Regions from separate parts of the Mus musculus genome. Here all the other regions are linked to region 1. Evidence: chromatin contacts called from public Hi-C and HiChIP or PLAC-seq data. All regions are on one chromosome and are shown on one strand. Each heading gives the region's core, a stretch centred on a gene start, on an enhancer-like site or on the middle of the called end of the contact. The rest is flanking DNA. Distances are from core to core; before and after follow the strand shown. Region 1 overlaps Cerkl (ceramide kinase-like). Region 2 overlaps Ppp1r1c (protein phosphatase 1, regulatory inhibitor subunit 1C). Region 3 has its middle 11 kb from the start of Gm37004.

Region 1 (2,937 bases), core at 29-2,528:
GAAAGTAAATGTCCATTTATATCCAACTGTGTTTTATACTATACTTAGAATATTTTTCTCTTTCATTATATTTGAAGTAATAGACTTTTTTAAGTCCTACATACTGTTTTGAAATCAGGGAGGGCATGGGATGAGGAACAGAAGAGCCGTGTTGAAGTGTTTGGACATTCTCAGGAAGGCCTCAGGGTCTGTTTTGTAAGGAGCTTCATCGGTCTCCTGGTCACACATGCTGACACTCCCCCACCCCCAACCCCGCCGCCCCCCTTCCATGCCCCATGCCTCGCTTTTTTCAGCTCTTCTATTTGGATGAGCACTGAGAATCCTACATTGCAAGTGCTAGCTCCTGGGCCTTGTGTATCACTCACCACTAACCCACTCTGGTACAGGGAGGGCCCCATGTCTGTGCCAGTATGCTTTCCCAGATTTGCATAGCTCCAGCGTAGCTACTCCGGTCAGTGCTTCACTGTTCCAAAGCTGCCCTGGCCTCTCTGCTGTGGACACTACTGCCCAGGCCCCTTAAAGTGGCCATCAGAGAATGCAAATGTGTCCTGAAGCCAGTTCATCGCCTTCTCTTACATCAACCTTCAAGAGACTTATGGGAGGTTTGTTTTCTAACCTGGCCAGAGAAGATGGTGATGGTAGGAAGCAACAGCACAAGGGCATCTAGACTCAAAGCAGAGGCATGAAACACTATGGGAGTTTGTGGGGGTGGAACTGGACGGGACGGGAGTTTGTAGGGTGGGAGTGTATGGGGGTGGGAGTGTATGGGGGTGTCCTGGGGTATATTGGGGGTGTTTGAGGCAGTGCTACTTCTTAGGGTTCTGGAAAAGCCTTCTTGAAGAAAGTAGTATTTGCGTGAGGCTTCCTTCTCAACACAGAATGCCTTCTTCATTACTCTCCAATTAACAGTCGGACAGGGCTGGAACTTCTAGGTGCTGCCAGCGTAAGCGAGCACACAGAGCCAGGTCAACACCCGCGTTTCCTGAGCAATTTCAACTCCCTTTTGATAACTCCGGCCATTGTACTGCATCAGATGCAGAAGCTGCTGCCGGACCTTCTCCGTTCAGTTTTCTGTTTCTGTTTCAAACATGCTTCTAAAAAAAATTAAAATCCTACCAGTTTTTTTTTTTTCAAGGCTGCCGCCAAACCCCACTTCCTCCCAGGAGTCTGTCTTCATCCGTCCCCGGAGTCTGCCGGGTTCACTGCTCTGCACCATTTTACTCCAACCTCTTCTCTTCCGGTAACTTGTTTTTGTACCCTTTATACAATAGTCTCTGATTGGACGCCTTGGGGCTTCCACTAGCCAACCACAGTTCAATTAAAAATGGGAGGCTTGACAGTACTACATTACACTGTGCTGGGCTTGTTTAAGCATTCGGTTTGACAGGTTACATGGACACTAAGCAAATAACAAAACAAAAAAATAGTTGCATGAAACATTCCAAAGTTAGAAAACTCTTACTTTCAGAAATTAGAAAAATTGATTCAGGCAAGCAATAACGGATCCCTGATTTATCGGATGACAATTAGGCTATTTACATAATCCTAAACTTCACCCTTTACAAGCTACTGAAGCAGCTTTGTAAAGTTGTGAGATGTGAGATTCTGCATCTGATGAGAATACTGTTGCTGTCTCTTAACCAGGAACTGAGCAGGCAAATGTCTCCTTTGCTTTCACTAAACCAGGCCAGAGCCAGGAGCTGGCTTCAAGCTTCAGGTACCAAGAGTCAGAAGTAAATCCATCCTTGTCCATACACGTGTAGAGATCTACATTAGCCGGAAGGTCTTTTCGTTTGTAAACAGACAGTATCCATGCAGTTGGCGTTATAAAAACTGAATTTAATTTCTCCATTTTCTATGGTCCTAGTTTCGTCACCAACACCTCCATGCCTGCTGTGTATCAGGCAGAAGCAGGGGATCTGAGGTTCCATGAGTGAAGCCCTTGTCCTTACAAAGATGGCATCCTAATGGATGGACACAGAAACGAATTCAGATTTGGCCAGAAGGCATTCTACAGACAAAATTACAGCAAAGAAGAGGGAGAAGGTGACTCCCTGGTAGGAAAAGTCAGGTCTTCCAGAACTTTCCAGTTATTTCTAGGGACTTTGTTTTTTTTTTTTTTTTTTTTTTTTTGCTGCTTAGAAAGAGATACATGGTAAATTTTGAGCAAAGCAGTAATAAAACCTCTGGTTTTTAAGTAGGCTCACTCTGGCCTCGGTGTAGAGGCTGGAGTTCTTAGCAGAGCCACAGGAAGGCAAAATTAGTGCTGCTGGCTAAGGTTCTGAGTAGAATAAGATTGTTCTTGCATCAGTGTGGGTGCCATAGATGGTAACATTAGATTTTGCACCTATTTTAAAAGTGAAACTGAAACAGAGAGAAACAATGTGGCCACCAGTTCTTATACACAGTTTATCTCTCTGCTTCTCCCATATCTATCCACCTTTGGGCACTTTTCCCCTTTGGTGTCATATCTAAAGTGTCAGAACTTCTTCCACTTTAAAAATATATGAAAAATCTAATGTTAACGTATATGGCACCTACACTGATCAGGGCCCAGTTGGACTATACAAAGAGGTCTGGATCAGCTAGGGCTGTATAGTGGGACCTTGTCAAAAACAACAGCAGTCACAGGAAATTTATTATGGGAGAGTGTGGATAAAGTAAAAGACTCAAAAGACTTTGATGGATTTGACACAGATACTAAGAGAACATGTGTGAAAATAACAAATTGCACCCCAGCAGAGTATAACAGAATAAGTGCCAATAGCAGCTTTAGTCCTTAAGGGGAAAACAACAACAACAACCACACCCCCGGCACTTATACAAGGCAGTGCGAACTGGAGGCCTGAAGAATTGGAGTCAGAGCTGAGAGCTTTTAAGGGTGAGAGGAGAGAGGAGGAAAGAAGATAGCAGCAGCTCCAGGAATGAATGGTTCAT
Region 2 (3,022 bases), core at 34-2,533, 370 kb after region 1:
TCTGCCTCATGATTGTTGTTTCAACTTGTCAGCTCTCAGCTACTGCTCCAGTGCCATGCTTGTTCACCTGCTGCCAGGCTCCCTGCCATGATAATCAGAGACCCTACTACCCTATGGAACCATGAACAGCAATCAAATGCTTTCTTTCTTTTTTTTTCTTTTTTTTTAATTAGATATTTTCTTTATTTACATTTCAAATGCTATCCCGAAAGTTTCATATCCCCTGCCCATCACCTACCTATCCACTCCCACATCTTGGCCCTGGCATTCCCCTGTACTGGGGCATATAAAGTTTGCAAGACCTAGTGGCCTCTCTTCCCAATGATGGCTGACTAGGCCATCTTCGGCTACATTTGCAGCTAGAGACACAAGCTCTGGGGGTACTGGTTAGTTCATATTGTTGTTCCACCTATAGGGTTGCAGACCCCTTTAGCTCCTTAGGTACTTTCTCTAGCTCCTCCATTGGGGGCCCTGTGTTCCATCCAATAGATAACTGTGAGCATCCACTTCTTAGCAGGCACTGGCATAGCCTCACAAGAGACAGCTATATCAGAGTCCTATCAGCAAAATCTTACTGGCATATGCAATAGTGTCTGTGTTTGGTGACTGATTATGGGATGGATCCCCAGGTGGAGTAGTCTCTGGATGGCCCATCCTTTCATCTTAGCTCCAAATGCTTTCTTTTATAAGTTGCCTTATTTGTGACATTTTGGCACAGCAATAGAAAAGTAACTATGATGCAGACGATGAAAAAAACTAACTTATTGTAATTACAATAAATTCTGCAAAGGGTTCACAGTTGCCATTAGAGTATATAACAAGACAGATGTAACCTAGTCTAGAGACCAAAGAGGCCTTATAATTAAATTAACATATAAAGAAGAAAGCAAGGAAGAGAGGAGATTTACACCGAGATGAATCTCAAGGTAGGAAACAGGATGTTGCTTTTGAGGAACTGAAAAACAGCCTTTGAGGGTAGAAAGCAGAAGTGGATCAGACAGTGTTTATCACATCGACTTGACATCATATACTGATAGACTACACTTCTGAGGACAGTGCTGCTCTGGTCTTCAAATGGAGAATTTAAGAAAGTCACACACATTACAATGACAACAAATGTTCAGGATTCAAGTATATCCAGGCACCCAGAAGCAAAGCATAGTATTTTCAAAGTATTCAAAACAGGAAAAGTGTAATTCCCCCACAATTGATAGTTTGTTAATAAAGGAAATGAGATGTTTTTTTTTTGGTTCTATCCTTTCTGATTTGGCCTTAAGTTCCTATTACCAAGACCAGTAGAGTTTGGTACCCAGTCTTGTTTGTGTGGGAAGGGATGGAAGGATTGAGAGAGTATACTATCTACCATGTCCACAACAGTCTGATAGGAATCTGAATTCACTCACCTTTATTCCTTCCCATCTGGCTGGCTTTATAGAGTTTATTATATAAATGAATGCATGCTTGATGACAAGATGGTGATTTCTCTACAAAGTTAGGTCTTACATTTAAGTGCCTAAGTAAAAATTCTTTTTCTCATTTCCACAACCCTAAGTCACTGTTCAACTTAGTTTTCATAGAATAAATATCTAGTTAGTCATACAAGTGCCTTAATATTAAAAAAAATTGCTGTGAGGAATTATGAATATTTTTTTCTGTAAAAACTTTACTTCCTGGCATTCTTACTGCCAATTCTAAATCCCCTAGGGGGAAGAAAGCTTAGTTTGTTTCCAAGCCCAGAATGGTTTCACTGTAGGAATCCATAATATGTTCACTCGTTTTATTATGCCTTTGATCCATTTTCCCAATTTGGGGGTGAGGAAGCAATCACACACAAAGACTGTGATTTTAAAATGGAAAATAATTTTGAATTATAATACATTCTGCAGCTCACAAGTTGTTAACCACACAAGTGAGCAGTAGGACTCCACTGTAAGCATCTTAATATTTTATTCTCCTTTCAATATTTTTCTCCAGATTTGTTAAAATTTGAACTTATTTGTTATTCTCTCATACTTTACCCTCCAACTGCAGTTTCCCCTCCTTCCTTTCTTCCCAGTCCTTCTCCTCTACCTCCCCTCTCCCTGAGATTCACTTCTCTTCTGATTTTCTTCAACAAAGAACAGGCCTCCCAGGGATATCAACCAAACATGGCATAAACAAATTACAATAAGACTAGGCACAAACCTCTTCTTAAGGTTTGATGAGGCAACCCAGGAGGAGGAAAGGGACACAAGAGCAGGCAAAAGAGTCAGAGACAGCTCCTTATCCCACTGTTAGGAGTCCCACAAGAGCACCAAGACACACAACCATAGCATAGATGCAGAGGACCTAGGTCCAATCCATACAGATTCCCTGATTGTTGCTTCAATCTCTGTGAGCCCCTATGAGCCACGCTTATTTGATTCAGTGGACCATGTTGTCCTGGTGTTCTTGACCCCTCTGGTTCCCATATTCCTTCTCCTCTTCCATGAAGTTCTCCAACCTCCACCTAATGTTTGACTCTGGGTCTCTGCATCTGCTCCTATCAGTTGCTGGATGAAGTCTCTCTGATGGCTATTAAGTTAGGTTCTGGTCTACAAGTATAGCAAAATCATTTTGTTGACTTTAGGCTGGGATATCCAGCCTCTGGTTTCTGGTCCTCCAGGGAATGTCAAGCATGGGCTTCCTCTTGTGGTCTGGGTCACAAGCTAGGCCAGTCATTTGTTGGCCACTCCCACAAGCACATCTTTAGTGGTGCCACCTTTACTCAAGCCCATCTTGCAGACAAGACAAACAGGTTGAAGGTTCTGTGGCTGGATTTGTGTGGATTTCCAGTGGAAGCCTTGCCCGGTTACAGAGGGTTTTTGTTTTTTTGGGTTGTTGTTGTTGTTGTTTGGTTGGTTTTGTTTTTGTTTTTGTTTTTAAATTTCAAACTTTAATTCTTGTTGATGATTCAAACCTGGAAAGGTAGATTTAGACAGACTCAGGAGCAAAGTGAAAACTCATCATTCATTTACATAGGCTGAAAACCTAGAAAATAATA
Region 3 (2,819 bases), core at 144-2,643, 410 kb before region 1:
CATATCACCCCATTTGCATCAGGGTTGCCTGACTTAGTAAAAAAGAAAAAAAGAAAGATTAACATTTTAGCTAAACTATCTGAAAGGTTTGGATAGTAATAAGGCTTTCTTACCACTTAATATGCCCTGGTGAAACTCTATGATCTGCTATGTAGTAACATTGTTAAACTGTTACACCTGGAAGGCTTCATTTAAGACATTTGCTGTCTAACTAAAAGGAGATGGTTTCTTGTTATTCATTCACACATAAGGGAAGGCAAAAATAATCACCGACTTGCATTCAACAAAACACGGAGTTAAGAGAAGCAGTCCCTAAGATGATGAGCCCATTGGCACCCTGCTCCATGAGGTAGAATCTACTGCAGCTGCGTCCTCAGTTTTATTAGGAAAGATAGCCCATTTTGTGATCTACGACGTTTAAATCAATTGAACTGTAGTGAAATCTCTCCCCTGAAATGGCTATTACACAGCTTGCAACCTTTTGTTCAAGAGATTAAGTTTGCATCTCCTCACATTATCTCCTTGTAATTGGAAAACTTTCATTTTGACGCAGAAAATGTGCCAGCGTCCCCGAGAGCCTTGCCACAAGCCAATGCAGAATGCCATCTGGAGGGTCCGTGCCCACATCAGGCGGCAGCCTCCTGTCGGGCAGGATCTGGAACTTTGCAACGAACAACTAATAACATCTTAAGCTCCATTTGTCTAGCTCATGAGTGCTCTTGGCAGAGGTCATAACCAGCAGTGGTTTTCTTGATTTGCTGCATCAAATGTAATTAGGTTAAAGCACTCACTGACAGAGCCTCTGATAATGGCATGAAAGCCTCAGGCTTGAATTTACCCATCCAGTCAAATTTAAGTTTAGAGCAGCAAAGATGTATTAATTTCATCACTGGGACAATGAATATTGGTAAACTTGAAAGGTATTTATTTGGAACAAAGCAGTTTTCCTTCCTTTGGATTTCATACGTCTTTGGTTTCTGTTTTAAAGTTGAATTGAATCAATGCATGTTCTGGTTCCTAGCTTCTGATAAAGTCGCTGATGTCCCCTGCTAGGAGACATAGTCTCATGTGCACACAAACCACACATCTGAACCATTGGTCATACTGTGTAAAATGATAAGATATCTTCAGCGTGTTACTCTGCATAACTGAATTCTGACAGTTGTTATTCATAAAGACAGAAACGACACCGTGGTTGACCTTTTAACCCTTGCCTGTTGAAAAACTCCAGGGTAGCAGAGGTCTCTTCATAAATGAGTCAGGTCGTGGCTGTGAGTAAAACAGAGAACCATTGCTGAGGGTTAAATTTAGGGCAAGCTCGGGCCCAGAGCATGAGACAGACGTTAGCTATTATTAAGGGTATACAAAAAGAGTTTCTGCTCTCTGCTAGAGAAAGAGAGAGCTGGAGTGTGGTCTCAGCCAGAAGGCAGAGGTTCCTGGCATGGCTGCAATGTTAATGATCCTCACAAGGCTTTAAGAATCAGCAGTGGAGTTAGGATGTGACATAAAAGACAGTCTCAGGAGGGCTGAATTTTTCAAACTGACTTCCACATTTCTTCTCCTGTCCCTGTCTCTTAGAAATACTGGCACTACTGGAGCCAGTGGAGGAGCACAACTGAAATCTCTCAGGAACAGCAGTGATTCCCGTTGACTTTGTACCTCATTGGGGGATGGGGTGTTAGTTTGAATGTTTCAGGTGGTTCTCCTTCTGATAAAAGCAATAGGCATGTGTGAGGATGAGGTTAAGTAAGTGTTTATTTGAGGATTTAATATTGCACACGCTGATGGAGTACAGCAATTACCGTGCTGTGATTTTCATATTCATATGTGCCATATTTATTTGTTGTTTACCTCTCTGCATAATGGAAATGCCATGAAAATCTGTTCCTTCTACTGCTTTAATTTTAAATGAAGCTAAATGTTATGTATAATTTTAAGTTACAGATTGCTAATTTCATTCTGTTTTAAATACTCTACACATAAGAAGCTCTTAGGCTCCTGCAGGAGTCCCTGCTTTGAGCAGAATCAAAGCATAATTCTCTCAGTAATTATATAATAGGTAGGTAGTTAATAGATTAAACATGAGCCCGAGACATCATCACATCGACAGTCTATTTCAAACCATATAGTTACCTGTGCTGTTCATATGTATATGACTCTCTGTAAATAGAATGTGTATGCCTTTGTAACTTTCCTGACAAATATAATGTAGTTAAAAGCTTACTGCATCTGTTGTAAAGTATTTGCATCTAGCTTACTTATTAGTAATCTGGTTACAGACTCGGTACTTGGTGAAATGGTTGCGAAAGCTTCAGGAACAACCCAGTTTTCACCTACTTTCACGATAGTATTTTAAAGAGGCTGCCAATGGCAGAATGCAAAGCTAGTTTACCTTATAAAGGAACAAAGCAAGGGAAACATTGAAAAATTAACTCTATAGCTGTTGTGTAGCTTTCTGTCACTAGCCTGAGAATCCCTTCATGTGCTGTATCTCAACTTCTGTTTCCTGGCCCATCCTTTTTTTTCCTCTCCTCAACTCCAGAGCTGTATCTGGAACCTGGTTATATGCCATCCAAGACCTACTAAAATTATTCACTCATTTAATATGCATCACTCTACACTTAGCACATATATATCTATATCTACCTAGATGTCTCTATCAATCTATTTATCTATGTAGATATTTGTTAGAGATATTCATATTTAGATGTCTATATAGAGATATTTAGATAAGGTCTCTCCTGCTGGCTACAGCCTTCATGGGAACAAATCTATGTCACATGTCTATCTCTGTATCACCTCTATATCTATCTATGTAT

Evidence for each region. A called contact is a pair of places that touch in the nucleus more often than the background predicts. HiChIP or PLAC-seq counts read pairs in DNA pulled down with a chosen protein or histone mark.
Region 2: an H3K4me3 HiChIP or PLAC-seq map of bone marrow-derived macrophages shows a contact between it and region 1, with 4 times the contacts expected there. The contact joins two enhancer-like sites. A contact is called at or near these places in 2 of 115 datasets of contacts at active chromatin or transcription factors (bone marrow-derived macrophages and large pre-B cells) and 1 of 9 other capture datasets (embryonic stem cells).
Region 3: a Hi-C map of Th1 cells shows a contact between it and region 1, with 3 times the contacts expected there. The contact joins two enhancer-like sites. A contact is called at or near these places in 4 of 15 datasets of contacts at CTCF or cohesin (CD8 T cells, the NIH/3T3 cell line, large pre-B cells and 1 more), 45 of 484 Hi-C or Micro-C datasets (3T3-L1-derived adipocytes, the BV-2 cell line, the Ba/F3 cell line and 34 more), 5 of 115 datasets of contacts at active chromatin or transcription factors (the 230-238 cell line, bone marrow-derived dendritic cells, differentiating embryonic stem cells and 2 more) and 1 of 9 other capture datasets (embryonic stem cells).

What each region holds. Positions count from the first base shown.
Region 1 is chr2:79,369,638-79,372,574 of GRCm38.p6, forward strand. All of the region lies in intron 2 of Cerkl (ceramide kinase-like), which reads right to left. Among named protein-coding and RNA genes, the nearest start is that of Gm22606, 23 kb to the left of the region's middle. Within about 2 kb of position 1,279, at least 113 of the 459 cell types and tissues checked have an H3K27ac peak or open chromatin away from gene starts, as enhancers often do. A contact at or near this core is called in the Ba/F3 cell line, CD8 T cells, Th1 cells and 4 more, where this site is marked.
Region 2 is chr2:79,741,183-79,744,204 of GRCm38.p6, forward strand. All of the region lies in intron 2 of Ppp1r1c (protein phosphatase 1, regulatory inhibitor subunit 1C), which reads left to right. Among named protein-coding and RNA genes, the nearest start is that of Ppp1r1c, 35 kb to the left of the region's middle. Within about 2 kb of position 1,284, at least 51 of the 459 cell types and tissues checked have an H3K27ac peak or open chromatin away from gene starts, as enhancers often do. A contact at or near this core is called in bone marrow-derived macrophages, where this site is marked.
Region 3 is chr2:78,960,593-78,963,411 of GRCm38.p6, forward strand. No RefSeq gene overlaps it. Among named protein-coding and RNA genes, the nearest start is that of Gm37004, 11 kb to the right of the region's middle. Within about 2 kb of position 1,394, at least 42 of the 459 cell types and tissues checked have an H3K27ac peak or open chromatin away from gene starts, as enhancers often do. A contact at or near this core is called in the Ba/F3 cell line, CD8 T cells, Th1 cells and 3 more, where this site is marked.